2 separate regions of the Acanthopagrus latus genome follow, and region 1 is linked to region 2. The links are chromatin contacts, called in public Hi-C maps. All regions are on one chromosome and are shown on one strand. The core of a region is the stretch at or near the end of the contact, and the rest is flanking DNA. Distances in the headings are between cores, read along the strand shown.

Region 1 (3,586 bases), core at 301-2,800, 150 kb after region 2:
ATGTGTAATAAACAAAGGGCATGACATCGAAAGCCATATCCTTCAGCTATTCAATTCAACTCTGGGCAATTTACTCTAGCAAAAATAAGGGTTAGCAGTTAGAAGTCATCAGCCGGCGCAATACAAGCCGACTCCGCCAGTTCTACATTATTCAGGGGTAAATTCTGTTGGGGGGGGGGAGTGGATGAGAAATCAATAGCTATTTCCCTTGATTCATGGAAGAAGATGTTTTTCAACAACAACAAAAAAAATGAGGTGGAAAGACAGCATTAAGCCATTCAACATCATATGTGGTCATACATGACAATAACTGGTTAACAGAATGTCGGGATACTTTGTCTATATTAAAGGATAATTAAAGGTAAGGAAGGTCTTCTTCCCAGGTCGTCAAATACTGATGCTTTGGGTTAGAAATTAAGGCCCGATGTCAGCCCAAAGCGGAATGAGACTCAAAACAATCAACTAATCATACTAGATAGATAGACAGATAGACAGATAGACAGATAGATAGATTTAGAGTCACTACGCCTTATTCGTATTAGTCTGAACTGATGATAAGGTCATGCAGGATATCTGTATGTCTGACTGGACACTTTGCTGTCTTGCTCCACCTGCCTGCCTCACTGTCTCTACATACTGGCTTTAACTGTCTGTCTCACTGTCTGTCTTGTCTTCCTGCCTGTCTGTGTGTCTGTGTGTCTGTCTGTCTGCCTGCCTGCCTGCCTGTCTGTCAATCTCCTTTCTCCCATCTCCTATATCTCCATTAGGCTGGGACTAAAATATCTTAGGAACTCCAGCCTGTCTGAAACTGAGACCTGGAATGCACTACTGTGGGTTCAACAAACACACACACACACACACACACACACACAGATGCACAAAGTTATACACTTTAACAGGCCAACAGGTGCACTTTCACACTGACATTATGCATATGTGCGCGCAGACATTTACATGCACACACATATACCCTCGCCATAAATTAAATACACTTACACACACACACAATTGAAAAAAAAAAACTCTTTCACACACACACACACACACAGAGTGAAGGTACAGTACTGATGGTTAGCCTGTGGTCTGTGTCTAGAGGAGACAGTGCCCCCTGGTGTGGGCCGAACAGTACTCCCAGTCAGCCATATCTTGACCCAATCTTTTTGAGAGCACTCATTTACTCATCTGGGATTGATTAGTCCTGCCTGAAACAGGGAAACCACCTACATCATCCTAAAATATTCAAACCACCTCCTGAATGGCAGGCAGACTTTAGAAATAATTGGATATGGTAAATACCCTGCTCTTGGTATCTCCAAACACGTGTAAAAGTTTACAGGCCGAAAACGACAGCTACTGTTGACACTACAGTGAATATTCAGCTGTATATCCACACAGATCAAGAGGTGCTTGACACTTCAGAGGGCTCATGTGGTAAAATTAGTGTGCACAGCTAATACTGAGCACACTGTCCTACTCAAGAACACGACTGGACCTACAGGCTCTTTAACAAAGTGTCGACAGGTTGAGCTTCAAATATTGAAAAAGACCAATTTACTTTGCTGTCATACATACAGTACATACAGCATATTGCTTTTTTTGGAAAATGCACACGACATCACATGACAGTGAGCTGAGGTGCATGAATTCAAACACGCATTCATACCTAAAGAAAACATAGAAGATGTTGCACAATAATTAGTATCTTCAAAGATTTTTAAACAGTTACTTTACATTTCTATACATATGTCAACAATTAAAAACATGCAGTCTATTTTGGTATTAAAATCATTGGGTGCTTTAGTGTGTTGCCTGTTTATAAAGAATACTGCATTCCCACACAAGGCGTTTATGATATGAATGCCTACACTCATATGGTATGTTAAGATAAGTAGCCTGGTTCTATTACACGTCGTGTGAGAGTCATTACACTCTCAGGTCTCATCTCAAAGTAGTACTAACTGAAGGAGGAAAAATAAAGTCAAGATTTCAACACAGGGCATTGTGGGATATCGCGCATAATTAACTGCAACGTGTGAAGGCTGCGAGCCTCTTCTCTTTGGCACATTGTGATGCATGCACGTGTTTTAGGCGTTACAAATAAACGAGTCCTCCCTGCTAACAGGCGAGCTGCATTTTGCACCTATTTAAACTGCGCCGTCGCTGTTTACAACAGTGCCAGACCACACCGAGGCGCGGGAGCGAGCACCTGATGGATGAATACGTCCAGTCGGGTGAATACTGATGAGGAAGACTCCTCGCCGGGCCACTCTTCCTCCCAGTAGTTGCCACCTTGACTAGCCCCGTTCCAAAAAAAAAAAACAAAAAAAAAACGCTGTTACAGTTTCAGGTTTCCACCACGCTGTGCTGTATCGCTTGTCTCCAACAGAGGTCATAATCACAATAATAAAGGACGAGGCTGCGCCCCTGTTGTTTTGCGCAAAAAAAGGAGCACGCGAGGATACAAGACAACGTAGACAGGTGAGGGGCCCCTGAACACACCAGCAGGGGTGTGTGTGTTTGTGTGTGTGTGAGCGGAAACTGTCAGAAACTCAAGGCGCAACACGGACGCACACTTCAGCAGTGTCGGCGGTTAGTTTGACATGTGTGGCTACGATCACCGAGAGCCCCACAGCTTTATTACAGCTGGTGATTGTTATTGCAATAATAAGGGCTGCGCGCATTTGAAGTGGTGGGAATTAGAGGGAGCAGGGTCGGCGGGCCGGAGTGCGCACCGCCGGAGGAGCGCGCACCCTTATACGTTCGTGGCAGCGTCCGCGTCTGATGGCCGGACTGACGAAATAACCAGCTGCAACAGGAGAGTACTGGCCATTTTATACTCCCCTCACTATCTCCCCCTCTCCCCGCCCTCCCTCTCTCTCTCTCTTTGTCGTGCACGGTCGGGAGTGCGCGCAAGTTTCTGTCTGATCAGACAGACGCTGCGTGACACAATAAACGTGACCTTAAAAAAAAAAAAAAAAAATCCCAAATAAAGATCACTTCACGTGATCTTTATTTAAACACAGGCACTGTGTTTACTTCCCTTTCTCCACTAAACCACCCTATCCATGTCTGACACTACACACATATCCATCACAGCCAGCCGAACAAACCGCTGCCTGTACTTATATGAGCTGAAGTGATAACAAAATATGAAAGAATGACTCAGTTTTGAACGCTTTGAACGCATCACCTGGGCTGTACATCTCCCCGTGGACAAACAACAAATAAGGCAGATCGCATCTGCAGCCCACTTCATCTGCAAGAGCAACAGTTACACTATCATCTCATCCGGTCGGTCCGATTCTGTGAGGTGAACTGTGTTGTTAGAGAAGGAAAGGAAGAAGGAAAATCCCGCTCTGAGCCGAGCAACTCTTAGGAGGGAGCCTGTACTTTTTGCAGTGTGGAGTCTCGGTTTTGTTCCGCGGCTCCATTTCTATGAGGCAGAAAAGGGGCGGGGATGGGATATTCAGATGAGCCGGAGTGACAGCTCCAGTTTCCCCCAATGCTCTGTGTGTCTGAAACTCCACTGGCTCTCTCCCTGCTAACTCCTCACTTCATAGTGCTGCGTACTAAAAACATCGGACGC
Region 2 (3,794 bases), core at 339-2,838:
TACCTGCCAAAACTTCCCTCCATACTCTTCAAGCATGTCAGAGCACTTTCTGGAGGCCCAAGTGAAGTTTTCCCAGCGTGCCACACTTCGACTTTTGTTGCCGAATTTAACCCCCCGCCTCGCTTGCATGTGCTTTGGACGCGACACTTAAATGTATCGATCAGTTCAAGCAACGCTTGGATTCTTTTTGTCGCTGTTGTTGTTGCTGCTGGGAGGACAGCTCTTATTTTGAAGCTCCAGCCCACCGCCTGTGGGCCTGACGCACACAGACCCTCCAACACATTAACACACCGCGAGCTGATTATTATCACCTGGCCAATAAATATCTGACAATTCTTCATCTAGACACAGTGAACAAAAAAATAATAATAATAATATAAAATACATTCCACGTGGCATTGATCCACGGCAGGAGGACGCAAATCAAAGCCTGCACGATTTAAACTCGCTGCATGTTTATAGACCGAGCTTTTTTTTTTTTTTTGTTCAGCGGTGGAGAGTATTTCTAACGATCTGATCACAAAAATCTGGGCCGTGAAGAAACTTTTTTTTCTTCACACAGTGGCTGCTGACACGCGGTGTTTCTTTTTTTTTTTTTTTTTCCTCTACCGTGAAATGTATTTAAAATCGATCACCCCCCAAAAATATGCCATAATAACCGCGCTGTCTGGTGTGAATTACACGTTTTGTTTACGTGCTTCCTTTCATGTGTAAATAAATCATTTCCAGTCAGATTTTTTTCTCTCTCTTTTCGCTCTTGTTTGTAGCCGCACGTCAAACTTTTCCCATTTGCAAACTCAGCCAAACGAGGCCCCGAACTGCGTAAAATCGAACAATTACGCACAGATATTTAGCAACAGATATATTTAAAAATCCGACATACAAGAGTGCATTTACATTTCTTGATTCTTTTCTGCTGAGATCGATCACACAGCATGTGTTTTCTTTTTTTTTTCCCTCCCCAAGACATCGAGCAGAAACAATCGTCAGCGCACCGCCGACACAAAACACACAGCCACATTTATTCTTACCATTTGCGAGAAAAGAGCCAAGTCCGCGCTGGTGTAAGGTAAGAAAGCGCTGTAGTTGTGCGCGTACGGGTTGGCGTACATGCCCAACACCGACGTGACAGCCGCTGCGGTGGCGGACGGACTCCCTCCGATTTCGCCGCTCCCTCCCCGGGACGAAGGCGTAAGCACTCCCGGTCTGTCGCTCCCGTACACCGCCTGGGAGGCACTTAAGTACTGCGGGTAGCCTAGCTGGGGGAAAGACATCTCCACCGCCGGATCGCACAGTTGTGTTCGTCCGGACAAAACTGCGCGTTACACCCACACACACACACACACACACTCACAAAAAAAAGAAAAGGAAAAAAAAAAGTGTATAGCGAGAGGTGAAAAAAAAGGAAGGAACCCGGAGAAGTGGAAAGGGGGGAAAGTGTTCAAGCCAAAGTCGCAGCTACTACAGGCACACAGCGGCGCGCAGTCAAAACAAGCCCGCTCTTAAATCTCGGCTTCCTCTCTTTTTCTCGCGCAAAGTCCGCTGGATGTGATCTGATCAACAATTGCGCTCCGACTGACGCGCCTGGCCCTGAGGTCTCCAGGCTGATCTCTCAGATACAATTTGAAGTTGATGCTTTGATTGGCATCCCCTACTTGAGCCTGCAAGCTCCTCCTCGTTTGGAGCAATGTGGATAATGTGAATATAGAGTGAGCACATTGGCTGGGGCCTCTCTCTCTCTCTCTCTCTCTCTCTCTCTCTCTCTCTCTCTCTCTCTACTCTCTCCTCTCTCTCTCTCCCTCGCTCTCCCTCCGTGTTTGGACTTATTGTATGTTAAATGTTCAAGCATTAGAGTCCATTCACCGAAGGCTTTGATTGTTGTATGACAACCTGTCTACACGATTTTACAGCTGTCCGACACAGGGGGAAGTAAACCCGTCAGAAGAAGGAACTTACTTTGAATAGATTTAAATTGTAATTAAAGGGGGAAAGTGGCACTCCGCGGAGGAATTAGTGTTTCGCTATCGCGGGGCTGTCGGTGCGGTTTTTTTTTGTTTTTGTTTTTTTTAGGTTTTTTTTTTTAGGTTTTTTTTTTTTTTTTTTTAGTTTTTATTTCATTCATAGCGACTCATTTACTCTTAAAGTGTCTTTCCTCCGAGTTGGAATTGGAGTCTTTGTGGGCTTTCTTTTTCTTCTCTTTGCATAGTCTTTGCAAAAACTTCTGCGTTTTTGTTTAAATCGACATTTTAATGTAAGTGTCTTGGGATGAGTGATTCTAACAGCAAACGTTTTAATACATTTAAAGTTTTGATTAAAAAAGAAAGAAAGAAAGAAAGAAAGAAAGAAAGAAAGAAAGAAAGAAAGAAAGAAAAAGATACTCTCCAGACGCCTTTTTCTCTAAAAAAAAAGTCAAAGCACTCACGGTGCAGCGCGCAAACGGTCTCCATATAATTTATTAATTATGTAAGTTTGTATTGACTTCTGTTTTGGGCTTCCCCCTTTGATTTCTTCATAAAGGTTTAATCAGCCACATTTGCCTGTTTTCTCACCCTCCTTGCGTCTGCGAGCGCGCGTATGCGTGTGTGCGCATGTGCGTGTGTGTGTGTGTGTGTGTGTGTGTGGACTTAAACCAGATTGCTGTTGTCCTTTGTAACAACAGAGCCACTTCAACGTTTCCTTGTTTTGAGTGAAAAGGGGGGACAAGGGGAAGGAGCCGGGGACCAGTCAGACACCGAGGCTGGAGAAGGTCGCTCCTCGTCAAATCATATCATCATGCATATGTGATTTTTATTATTATTTTTTTCTGGAATATCTAATTTATTTTAAATGACGTGGATTTTCTTTTTTTTTTTTTTAAACACACTCATTTAAAATAAAAAAAGAGGATTACCAGTCATTTCCCGGCCATCATTTAAAACCCTCCACGCTGTGACTGCTGGCTCTTCCTTTATTAATTACTGTTAAAGAACGTATTTTTTTTGTATTTTTCCTCTTGCTCTCCTCTTCCTCTCACTTCCACAATATTAATTCCACAATGTCTAAGTGAAAATAATAATAATAATGATAAATACATAAATAAATAAAATAAATGAGATGCTCCTCTTGAACCGCTTATCCGATTTCGAAAGCTCAGAAGCTCAGAAAGAGGGAGAGAGAGAGAGAGAAAAAAAAAAGGGTCGCACTTTATAACCTCTTCTTCCCCCTGTCTGTCCACCCCTCACGCAGCCATGTGGCTCACGAGAGGGGAGAGGGTGCTGCTGGTGCTGGGTGGGGGTGTCCATGTTTTAACAGTTCTATTCTGATTTGATTTTGATTCTTATATCACCCACCTCCCCGAGTTAAAGGGGGGGCGGGTTCTGTAGATTCTAGATTTAATGCCTTAACGACTGAAGCCCAAGAAGTCAGTAGATTTTGATCTGCACCAGATGGCTCCGAGTGGATATTGCCGAGCGCCGAGGATCTGTTAAAAATATCTGAGGGGCACTGATGGTAATCTGGGTAACACATCAGAAAGGAGGGGAGGAATGGCAATTGTGATAACCCGCTGGAAATGTGTGCAGGGGGGCTAAATATGATGGTGAGGGGTGTGGGGTGTGTGTGTGTGTGTGTGTTGGGTGTGTGTGTGTGGGGGGGGGGGGGACCGCAACTATCTCTAAATACAAAATGAGACATTAGAGGGAAGGAGGAAAATATGATAATACAAATGAAAAATAAATTGACTTGATGAGCAACTCAGTAAAAGGAAAAAAAAATAAAGGGAAGGCGACGATTTAATATCACCACGATGATATAAT

The links. A called contact is a pair of places that touch in the nucleus more often than the background predicts.
Region 1: a contact with region 2 is called in a Hi-C map of muscle, with 3 times the contacts expected there. The contact joins the promoter of irx2a here to the promoter of irx1a in region 2. A contact is called at or near these places in 2 of 4 Hi-C or Micro-C datasets (liver and muscle).

What each region holds. Positions count from the first base shown.
Region 1 is chr17:12,281,803-12,285,388 of fAcaLat1.1, forward strand. It overlaps irx2a (iroquois-class homeodomain protein IRX-2a), which reads left to right and starts at 1,551. Exons shown (of 3, transcript XM_037074594.1): 1 at 1,551-2,478. All of the region lies in intron 2 of LOC119006167 (a long non-coding RNA gene), which reads right to left.
Region 2 is chr17:12,136,233-12,140,026 of fAcaLat1.1, forward strand. irx1a (iroquois-class homeodomain protein IRX-1a) reads right to left here and starts at 1,589. Exons shown (of 4, transcript XM_037074474.1): 1 at 1,032-1,589. The coding sequence starts at 1,274.